2 separate regions of the Mus musculus genome follow, and region 2 is linked to region 1. Evidence: chromatin contacts called from public HiChIP or PLAC-seq data. All regions are on one chromosome and are shown on one strand. The core of a region is the stretch at or near the end of the contact, and the rest is flanking DNA. Distances in the headings are between cores, read along the strand shown. Region 1 overlaps Prkar2b (protein kinase, cAMP dependent regulatory, type II beta). Region 2 overlaps 5430401H09Rik (a long non-coding RNA gene).

What was found. HiChIP or PLAC-seq counts read pairs in DNA pulled down with a chosen protein or histone mark.
Region 2: a contact with region 1 is called in an H3K27ac HiChIP or PLAC-seq map of the HPC-7 cell line, with 5 times the contacts expected there. The contact joins two enhancer-like sites. A contact is called at or near these places in 11 of 39 promoter capture datasets (the 3T3-L1 cell line, 3T3-L1-derived adipocytes, the HPC-7 cell line and 8 more), 1 of 15 datasets of contacts at CTCF or cohesin (the G1E-ER4 cell line), 15 of 484 Hi-C or Micro-C datasets (3T3-L1-derived adipocytes, the G1E-ER4 cell line, the HL-1 cell line and 8 more) and 8 of 115 datasets of contacts at active chromatin or transcription factors (the HPC-7 cell line, bone marrow-derived macrophages, cardiomyocytes and 5 more).

The regions. Positions count from the first base shown.
Region 1 is chr12:32,041,542-32,047,181 of GRCm38.p6, reverse strand. All of the region lies in intron 1 of Prkar2b (protein kinase, cAMP dependent regulatory, type II beta), which reads left to right. Among named protein-coding and RNA genes, the nearest start is that of Prkar2b, 17 kb to the left of the region's middle. Within about 2 kb of position 2,526, at least 92 of the 459 cell types and tissues checked have an H3K27ac peak or open chromatin away from gene starts, as enhancers often do. A contact at or near this core is called in the HPC-7 cell line, where this site is marked.
Region 2 is chr12:32,111,636-32,117,275 of GRCm38.p6, reverse strand. It overlaps 5430401H09Rik (a long non-coding RNA gene), which reads left to right. Exons shown (of 7, transcript XR_872651.3): 2 at 1,256-1,323; 3 at 4,301-4,671. Gm51991 (a long non-coding RNA gene) reads right to left here. Exons shown (of 2, transcript XR_003950223.1): 2 at 793-1,349. Among named protein-coding and RNA genes, the nearest start is that of Gm51991, 3.5 kb to the right of the region's middle. Within about 2 kb of position 2,640, at least 4 of the 459 cell types and tissues checked have an H3K27ac peak or open chromatin away from gene starts, as enhancers often do. A contact at or near this core is called in the HPC-7 cell line, where this site is marked.

The DNA.
Region 1 (5,640 bases), core at 1,277-3,776:
GAGGGAAAGGCAATCAAAGCGTTGTCAGTTTTTGCTACCTTTAAATCTATTGAATGTTTCCAACCAGGACTGTAATATATCAGTTTCACCAACTTAATACTTTGTGATTATCGCCTTCATTTGTCTGGAAAAAAAAATCAGTAGAAGTCAGGGAGGACCTCTCAGGGAGCACCTCCTCTCAAGGAGCACCTCTCAGGGAGCATCTCCTCTCAGGGAGCATCTCCTCTCAGGGAGCATCTCCTCTCAGGGAGCACCTCCTCTCAGGGAGCACCTCCTCTCAGGGAGCACCTCCTCTCAGGGAGCACCTCCTCTCAGGGAGCATCTCCTCTCAGGGAGCATCTCCTCTCAGGGAGCACCTCCTCTCAGGGAGCATCACCTCTCAGGGAGCACCTCCTGTCCATACTTTTTCATCAGCACAGTTCATCTAGATTTACTCTTTCTAACGTGTATGCATATGTGCTAGGGATTGGTAACCACACTGACCAGGGACAAGCTGAGGAGTTAGTGTGAAGAAGAAGACAGCACAGGATGCCAGAGGCCTTTAGCTAGCTGTTTGCTCTGGAGGAGGTGACATGGTGTGCTGTGATGGAGCAGTTGAAAGGCTTCCTTGGTTTAAGGCTGGAGCGGCAGCGACATCTTCATTGTTTGAGGATGTTCTCTGACTACCTTTAGGAGGAGGCCATTGTCATAGCCCTACTGGTTTGTGCGCTGAATTCATTTCAAAGCTTTTGTATTTTTTAACATGGCCTTTGTGGGAACCTTAGGTATGAGGCTATTTGAACTCTGAACTTCTGGAATTGGTCTGGGTTATTAGCTCTCCCAGACTGCATGGGTCTCTGCCTCTGCCCTTCCCTGTTGACCTCACCGTGTCCTGCCTGCTCTGTCCAGCTTTGGTAGAGGGCTCAGTATGGAGAAAGGCAGGGGCTGGATTTCTGTAGTTTGGACAGTGTCTCTTTCCCGAGTAGAGGGTATTTAAATCTGGAGAGAGTTTGGAAACATTCTTCACTTGGCCTTTGTCCCCGTCTTGCCTCTGTGTGGTTTTATAAGGTTAGTCGTGTTGGGACTCCTGTAGCTGCAACTGTGCTTCCTTCCTTGTTGTGTAAGAGAACAGTGTTGGCAACGTCCTTGTAAATTAAAAGAGAATCCTGTTCACTCCTAAGCAAAAAGTGATTTCTAGTTAGGTTTTGTTTTGTTTTTTGTTTTTTTTGTTTTTTTTTTTGCGTTCTATAGTGATATTTTAAAATGTCGGGTATATTTGGAGGTATTTGGTTTAATAAGTAGAACAAAATTGTATGTGTTTTGGTGATCATTCACGTTGGAACGTTCTAGAAGCTAAGCACCCGTATTTGACCCTGTCCTACCTCCATCGACAATCCATGTGAGTAGGTTAGATGCACACCTGCTCTATGTCCCTCTTGCTGTGTCAGCAAAAAGAAAGCCACGGCCCTCAGATGCCCACCTCTCACACAGCCCAACTAAGGCCAAGATGTACTCTGAGGTACGTGGTTTATAATCCATGTCGCTTAGGGCCAAGCAGTTAGGGTTTGAAGGCCCTCCAGTTGTGATTCTGCTCTGGCGCTCCCCGCTGGAGGCCAGTGCAAGGGCGTGTGGGACTGTAATGAGCATCTTGGAGACCCACCGGCTTTGCATAGGATTATGGAAAATAAATTATATTTTCAGGACCAAGAATTAAACACATGCAAAGTATATGTATTCTTTGCTAAATGGTGAAATATTTATGTTTTGGGGTCATTTACTTGCTTGTTTGCTGTTGAACTTTTAAAATTTTAGTTCTTTCTTGGTTCAAGAGTAAATTTTCCTTTATATAATTTTTGAAACAGGCATAAGTTAATTTATTCTGAACTGAGTATTCTGTCAAAAATAATTAGTTTATGCATTTTAATTTACAATTTTCTCAATCTTTTATTTAGGCAGCTAACAGACTAAAAAAAGTTTCTATTTCTAAAGCAACAACAAAAAAGCAACTAATATGAAGACAGAGATGCTAATTGTTTTATGGATTCTAATAGGGTTGGAGATATTTTACTCCAGGGCATATGAACACTTTTCTGCAAAAGGCACATTTATCTAATGTAATTCTAGTACAAATGAAGTGGCCTTTTGTTTGTGTGTGGCGTGTGCACGTTTGTGTGTGTGTGTGTGTGTGTGTGTGTGTGTGTGTGTGTGTGTGTGTGTGTGTGCATGTGACCACAGACCACAACCCAGTTCATATTTGTTTAGCTTGGAATGTCTCTTACAGCAACATGCTCAGAAATGAAGACAGTGTCTATGCATTTTGAAAATCGGTCTCATTGCTTCCTGCTTTTAACTGATGGCTTCTATTTTGTGAACTATCTTGCTTTTCAGCCTTCTCTGAATTCTTCTTTCACCTATTTTTCTTCTAAGTGTGGTGAGCTCTGGAAGCAATTGTATGGAAATATGAGTAGACCTAGTTCAGCCCTCCGGGCAGAGACTGCTGGAATGCCAGTGCCTGTGTCCACCCATGTGGCAGGAATTAGGCAGAAGCAAACAGGCTTGCTCTGTGTACTTTTCAGCTTATCCACCAGTGTGTGTTAACTCAGCCAGGGTAACCTTGGGTACAGAGAGTGAAATGTAGCCGTTTCTGTGGACAGAGTTACTTAGGCAGCTGTAGAAGGCTGGTCTCTCTCCTGGGAATGGAGGGACTTCTTCAGTTTACCTCAGGGTGAGGACTTTTGCTCCTAAGGATACTCCAGATTGGAGGAGGACTTGAGTCAGTTATAGTTCTGGTCTCCTGGGAGTCCAAGAGCTAAAGGGAGTTTAGTGTGTCTAGTGTGTCTAGTGTGTCAGTGATAGGCTCTGTTACACAAGCATAAGGATGGCCCTAGTGTGGCACAAGGCTCACAGTGTTTCTCAGGATGGGTTCTGGGAGAAAGCACGTACACAAATAGTCTGCTGTTTTCTCTGGGAATCCTCTGAGGACTTACCTTTTCCAAAATGTAAGGCATTTCATATATTCTTAAATCACACCTGTCTCACAGGTAGACAGTGTGTTTCCTCTGTTTTTCTTTCTAGTATTTTATATTATCTAAATCATTTATCTCCTCTCTCTCCTTCCTCTTTGCTCCTCCTCTTCCTTCCTCTCTGTATTCTATGAATTTGTGTGTGTGACACACACACACACATGTATGTGCATCCACAGAATATTTATTGAACAAAGAACAACTGAAAATGGAAACCAAGACTGAGAAAACTCAATTTGTCACACACTAGACATCTTCATTTGTTAATTTTGTATATGTGGTGTGTGTGTGAGGCCAGAAGATGGGTATGGTTGGAGTGTTTCTGATGCTCCAGCTCCCAATAATGAATGACCTGGAGACTTTTTATTATTTATGAAAACATAGGCATTATAGCTTAGGCTTGTTCCCAGCTAGCTACTATAACTTAATAACCCGTTTATATTAATCCACGTTTGCCACGTGGCCCGTTACTTCTCCTTCAGTCCCTGTACATCTGACTTTCCCTGTGTCTGGCTGGCAAATCCCATGCCTTTCAATTTTTCCCACAGTTCCTGTCTCTGCCTGAATGTCTCTCCTTTCCTTTCCTGCCCTGTTATAGGTTGTCAGCTCTTTATGAAAACAATCAGACGGTGACAGAGAAGAGTTTATAAAAACACCTAGACAGGCAGTGGCTCAGAAAAAAATAGCAGTACCAAAGTTCGGACAGTATTCAGGTCTCTGCTGGTACAGAAATCAACATTTGAGCAATACAAAGAACCTTTACACAGTTCACAAGAAGATAATCCCAACAGATGGGCGTCCTCCAGTTCTCTCTGCCACATTCTTTTGAGGCAAGGTCTCTCACTGGGCCCAAACCTAGGCTTGTAACTAGCAAGCCCTAGTAAACTTCTGTTTCCAAAGTGCTAGGGGTTGGGGATTTGAACCAAAGTCCTCAGACTTGTGCAGCAGCAGGCGTGCTTACACTGTGAGCCATCAATCTCCTTAGTCCCGTGTTTGTTTACTTTTGAGACTCTGTATTGCTGTTCACTTTTGTATACTTTAGAAATGGTAGTATTAGTTACAACAAGTATTAGTCCCTTGTCGTTGGTGAGAGTTTATAGTTGACAAGCACTGTCAAAAGATACAACTTGATGAAATCCTCGGAAAGCAGAGCAGTACTTATTGTTCATATTTTGTAGGTTCATCAGACTTCATGGAAGTGGCTCATGGGGCAGCCACGGGCCAAGGACCCCCTTTTCGTGTGTGCTTCCCCACCCCTTCCTTTCTAGCCGTACATGACTTCTGTGTGTATTTGCACTCCTGCCTTCCTCCTGCCTCACTTCCTGGCACACACAGCACCGTGTAAGTTACATGTACCGAGAACATGTACGGCATTGCTTGGCTAGATCACACTGACTTCAGATCTTCTTCCCTTTGTTGCTAGCTAGATTAAAACTCTAGAGTAAGCATGACGTCTTAATTCACTATAAATATATATAGGAGATACTTGTGTTTCTTTTGACTCTTAGAGAGGGCATGGGGGATATGGATGTCTATTGGAGTGTTTTTGATGGTCAGGCATGGTATGTGCAGCCTTGACTACTGAAAGCCGCCTGCCCTGTTAACATCACTTGTCTTGTTTACTGACCATTCTTAGGCCCCATTTATTGTCAAGTGGTGAGAATCATCATTGTGTGGCTCTTACATGCTCACAGTTTAGAAGTAGATACAGTCTCTACAAAGACTGTCAAAGATAAACAAAGGAATGTAATTTGTGGTGCTTTAGTAGCTATGTGCTTTAGCATGTGAGGAAAAAGTCTTAACATAGTTATAGATTTTCCCATCTGTATGAAACTCTTATGAACATGAATGCCATGTGTAGAGTCTGGCCAAATGGATTGTTCTGGTTACCCACATACCATAAATGGCATGGCAGTAATGGGGTGGGTTGTTTTCTAAAGACATGTATGTTAAAAATTATAGACCTCCCCGTAGGGCCATGCCCTCAAGTGCCAGTATCATGCCAAACTGTCTGGGCACCTGGCCTCTACCCCATCTCAGAGTGACCTAGAGATGGAGTCAAGGGCCTGCCATAGGTGACACCCTAGAGCCACCTGTAGCTCACCCCTGCACACCCCTGGGTACGTATACTCACATGCTGTAGTTGGTTTTGTTATGTGAGAATATTCTGGAGATATTCTCTTTCTGCACACACACACACACACACACACACACACACACACACACACACACACGCACACACCATAATAACCCGTTTTTCCTTCCCCAGCCTTGGGTCCCAGGTTGATGATTCTGTGACTAAATATTTATTAATAAATGCCTGCCTGAGCTTTGGCTGTTCCTTGACTAGCTCATACCTTATTTAACCCATTTAAACGATTCTGTCTAGCATGTGCTGGTTACCTCTCCTTCAGGCCTGGCCCTCTTCTTCCTTTGTGTCTCCTCAGCATCTCTCGGCTGGTTTACATCACTATTGCCATTGTCTCCCATCTCATCTCTTGTCTTGTCTCTGTGGCTCTCCCCGTGGCTCTCTTTTATCTCTTACTATTTCCTAGAATCCTCTCTCTTCCTGCCAGTATTCCACCTCCTATTTCCTGCCTCAGCTCTTTAGCCACCAGGTTTTTCATTGACAGATGAT
Region 2 (5,640 bases), core at 1,391-3,890, 70 kb before region 1:
TTCAGCTTTCTCTGTGATCCTGTGATTCCAGGATCCTGTGAACCTGAGATTCTGTGTGTGTCAGAATTCTTGGCAGTCAAGCTTCCTCTGAGACCCTGAGATCCAGGTGTGACCAAGATCCTGGGATCCTGGGATCCTGGAATCCTAAGATCCTGGATGTGTTAAAGTGCCTGGAAGTAGGGTCTCCTCTGGGGACCGTGGGGCTGTCTGATGAGTTCAAAACATTTTAAAAGTTTTCAAGAGGTAAAGACTGGATGTTCTGCCCAGGGGTAGAACACATGCTCTGTTAGCACTCCTGGGCCTTGAAGTCAGTCCCTGACTCCAACAAGGGAAAGAAGAAAACTGTGTTCTCTTCCCAAGCAAATGATCCCTAGAGATAACTTCTTTGAGGCCCCTGTTTTCCAAATAGAACAGCTCTTAGAGCCCTCAGATGAGCTTTGGTAGCTGGTACATGTACCATAGCAAGAAAGAAAACAAGGGTTATGAGGAAATATGAGGAACCTTGATAAAATGTAAGTCAGTGCTCTACCATTCAAGTACAACAAATGGAAGTCAGACATAATACTTTGTACCTGTAAGTAATCCCAGCATTTGGGAGGTAGCAGCAGGAGACTTGCCCCAAGTTCTAGGCCAGGCTTGTCTACATAGTAAGTTTGAGGTCAGCCAGCACTACATAGCAAGACCCTGCCTCAAACAACAAAGGAAAATGGAGATGTTCTGGCTTATGCTTCTGGTAGAAGAGTTAAATTGGACTTAGATCCACCCAAATCCCCCAATATAAATTAAAAATGGTGAATTCAAAGAGAGTTTATGTTAAACTAGAAAAAGTAGTTCAACTTTCACTTCCTTTTCAAGGCATGAGGAGAAGTAAGGAAGATTCTATCACACTCTTGCTGTCAATGGTTACAAGCCATAGCTCAGAGTGAGTATATGTCCCAGGGGCCACCTCCTGTCCTTCAGGCTGCATGGTTCCAGCCAAGACAGGAAAGGGTAGTTAGCCTTCACAAACCCAAGTGGAAACTATGTATAAGTATCTATGTCAGTCACTTCTCTTGTTTCTTCCATGAGACACCTGGCAACAGTACTTAAGGAAGGAAAGGTTTGCACTGGCCCGCAGTCTGAAGGAGGACAGAGGACACAAGGCAATGAGAGCAGCTCTAGGTGTAGCCGTGGGAGCCCGATATAGCTGGACGCGCTGCATCTGAAGGTAGACAAATGCTAATACTCTACTTGATTTCTTCTGTATTCACTCCAGGGATCCAGAGCATGGGATGATGTCACCTACATTCAGAATAAGTGTTTCCTTCTCAGATAAATCCAGAGGTACATCAGCGAGGGGATTCCAAATCCTGTCAAAGACAAACCAGCAGAGTATTCAAGTGTCCCTCAAGAGAGGGAAGTGGGTCAAAGATACAATTTATGTATTGCATGTATTCATTTGACATTTATAAGATGTACGCAACTCTATGTATATTTGTATATCTACATGCACGTGTGCAGGTGCCCACAGAGATGAGGAAGAACATTGGGTTCCTAGGACCTGCCTGATGTGAGAGGAGGAACTAGATGTAGGTCCCCTCAAAGAGCAGCATGTACTCTTAACTACCACTGAGCCACCTCTCAGCCCTATTTTATTGTTTTGAGTCAGGGTCTTGCTATACAGCCTGCAATGGCCTTGAGCTTGAGTGATCCCCTTCCTCAGCATCCTCAATGCTAGGACCACACGTGTGCATGTGAGTCTCAAAAATAAATGTTAATCATGAACCAGAAATTAATAACAAAGGTTATTAGTGAAGAGAATGGGTGCCCTGTCTGCCTTATTAAGGAAACAAGTTACAGGGACATTGCAGAGAGTAGCCCTTACCCAAAATGCTTGGGGGCACTAGCATTTTGAATGTAAAGTTGTTTTGGATTTGCATATACATAATGAGAAATCTTGGAGATGCAGCCCAAGTCTAAACACTCAGTTCATTTGTAACTCCTACACATGTACACACATTGACTGAAAGTAATTTTCTAGAATAACATTTGTGCACCTGCACTTTGACTGTAGCCACATTAAATCAAATAAAAGACTTTCTATTTATAGTATCAGGTCAGTGGTCAAAGACTTTCAGACTTTGCAGTGTTTGGATTTCATATTTCCAACCAAGAATGCCTAATTTGTACGTCAGTGTTTTACCTGAATGTATGTTTGTATACCACCTACATGGAATACCCATAGAGGCCAGAAGAAGCCATCCAAACCTCTGGGACTGGAGTTACAGATGGTTGTAAGTGCTGAGTGTTGAGTGCTGAGACTTGTTGAACCCTAGTACTCTGCAAATGCAGCTAGTGCTTGTAACTGCTGAGCTATCTCTCTAGCTCCTTAACCTGTATATTAGAAGGGATGTAGTACTCCTGTCTGGCCTCTGTTACTAAATTGCCTTTCCCTGGACTATATAAGCCATATGTCTAGTCTCCTCGATTTTATACACTGATATTTACCCAGCACCCAGAAGAATGTATAGCATGTGATTGACACATAGTAAATGTTTACCAAACAAACAGCTGGATCCTTGTCACCTGGGACAAGTGAGATAGCCCTCTGGAACTGTTTCACTGATCTGTCACCCTCCTGCTTCACGGCACTGCTGCTTCATGCTACAGAAGGCTGATGCAATGTGTGGAGATGTTGGGAAGAACAAGAGGTACAAGGCAAGGAAGACAGACAGGAAATTTGATAGCAGGTGTAGCTAGGTCAGAAGGTCATAACAGGCTAAATCTGCAGGATGCAGTAAGAGCAACAGCAGACACCACTGCCCAGTGGACAACGTTGGTTTAAGCAGAGCAGGAAGACTGTTCAAACAGCACTGGTTTCTTCTGACTTCAGCCAAGGTGCTGAGAGTGAACCGTTAGCTGTAAATGGAACCACCAAAGAAGGAAAGTGGGGGGAGGATGAAGAATAAGGGAGCACAGGCCAAAAAGAGGAGGAGGAGGAGGAGGGGGAGAGGAGGAGGAGGGAGAGGAGGAGGAGGGAGAGGAGGAGGAGAAGGAGGGAGAGGAGGAGGAGAAAGAAAAATAAGAGGAGGATTGAGAGCTTGAGGTCAGTCTGGGCTACCTAATGAAACTCGATATCTCTCTTTTTTTTTAATAAATTAAGTTAATAAAAGAAAAGAAAGGAGAGATGGTACTGGAGTTCGCATCTGGGACATTTCTGTGTTAGAACCTCATGGGAGGTCTTTGATAGCCAGGGTCATTCCTTAACCGGGTTGGAGAGACTGTGGACCCCTCTCTTTCCTCTGTTTCACTCCCTAACCATGAAGTGACCAGTTTTACTCAACTCTGCTGTATCAGGACCTATAAGCTATGAGCTTAAGGAAGCCTTTGGTGCTTTGCTATAACTATAGAAAGGTGACTAACAGAGACAGAGACCAAAGAACTGCAACTCTCGTATGCTCTCAAAAGGAAATTCCCTGGATTTCCTTGCTAGCCCTAACTCTATGTGGTTTTATTGCTCTCATTAAAGGCATCTTAGCCTGAGTTCTGTTTAAATGAGTTTGGGGAATGATGAACAAGTAATTTATCTTCGTGAATATGGTTCCAGGAGTGGGAAGACAGGGCAAGTGAAAAAAGAAAGGAAGGAGAAAAAAAAAACAAGGTTACATATAACTCAGCTGGTATTGTCAAACACAACTGGTACTGCATGCTGCCTGGGTTTCTGAGGAGTGGCAGAGCCAATCTGAGCTGCTTGCTAAGGGGCTAAGCTGAGGAATGTGGTCAACTCTATACCTCTGGGCTGTGTACAATCACACAGTGGACTCCTACAGCAGCAGGGCCTGAGGGCAGCAAGCAGAATCCATAGTGCATGTTCAGGTGAGAGAGAGAGAGGCCGTCAAAGCCTGAAGGAAGCAGGTCAGCACAGCAGACTCGGGGCTTGGCCAGGGAGGTAGACACAGCACAGACTACATCTGGCCCTTCTCTTATCAGCTTGCCTTATGTCTTAGAAGCTCGAGATAATGCAGGTACCTTCCTAGGCAGCAATCTTAAAGATTTAATACAGAAGGCTAGTGAGACAAGCTGAGGCTACTCCCACGGCTGAAGCTACTCTCACCGTTGATAGATGGCTCTTCCCTCCTGTACTATGTAGTTATATCTTCTCTTAAATCTCACACATTAGGAAGCATCATTTTTAAAAACCCTGAAGCTTAAGTCATACCCTAGACAGCATGCAGTGCAGTGATTTGAGTGTGAGAGCAAGCATCAAACGAGTACTCTTCCCAAATTTGACCAACTGCCCTCTATTGTCTTTTGTGTCCAGTATTCAGTCCAGGGTCACACTCGCCTGGATCTGTCTCTTTACTGTCTCCAGTCTGCAGCATTCCTTTGGCCTTTCCTGGCCCTTCCTGACCTTGGAACTTGTGAAGAGTGCTGGTCAAGGTCAATGTTATTGTGGGAGATCCTTCAATCCGAGTTTACATGATGGTCTTTTCATGACTAAATGGAAGCTGCACGTTTTCTTGCCAAGAACACCACAGAAGGGAAACTCTACACTCCTGGGTGAATCGGATTATGATTACCTAATGCTAATGTTATTAATAGTGATGCTGTTAACCTTGGTTGCTAGGTTAAGGAGATGTTCTCTGGGTTTCCATAGTGCAAAAGTTACCCGTTTTTCTCCCTTTGCAATGGGTAAGGATCTTGGGGAGAGTCTCTTAAATCACAAAAATGTGTGTGTGTGTGTGTGTGTGTGTGTGTGTGTGTGTGTGTGTGTGTGCGTGCGCGCGCGCGCGCACATTATAAATAATATATGTGTGTATTTCTTGTTATAATTCATCCAGCACTTTGAGCATTCATATTAGTTCCAATTTAGCATGTTTTAGCTAAGTTAGCATTCAATTAGTTCTCACCTGCAATAATTATTATTATAGCGTCTGCCTAATGCTGACTGTTCTATATTCTTCACTCCTGCCTTTATTAATCTGGAGTTGTTGTGAGCCTAGCCTTTAACAGCTGGGCCATCTCTCCAGCCCCTTAATCTGGAATTGTAATGTAAGAAAGAGTGTTACAACGTCCCTTTAGATGGCTATGGAAATGTAACAGGCCTAGATAAAGTACCTGGCCTGATGCTTGAATGAGGAGACGAGTGAGAGAGCCTTGCTGGCACATGGAAGATAAATTAAATACTTGCTGTGCTTTTCATTTTTGGACTGATACTTTGACTTGATGCATGAATCAGCCAGTCCTGAAAGATCAATAAACCATTGGAGCAAAATATGTCACCAGGAAACGTTTAGAATATAAAACACAACAGACCAGTGTCTTTTGTACAAAAAAAAAAAAAAAAAAAAAACCAGCTAGCAAGTTCAAGAGTGTAAGTCTGTAACAGCCGTGCAAAATGGAAGCATATTTTGCAAATGACTGGAGATTGAGATCTGAAGGAAAGGCAGAACAAGAGTATCAACTGTAAAGACGTAAAAGAGAAGTGGAAGGGAAAGCTGGGGTAAATGTTTCCTCATAAGGGAAATCAGGGAGGTAAGGGGAAGGCACAGGGCTGGAGCAGAGGCTTAGCTAGGAATGAGGAAGTGAGGGCTTTAGGTTACTGTCCATGAAAACAAGACAAAGGAAAACAGCCAGGAGGCAAACTGAAGTCAGCCGAGA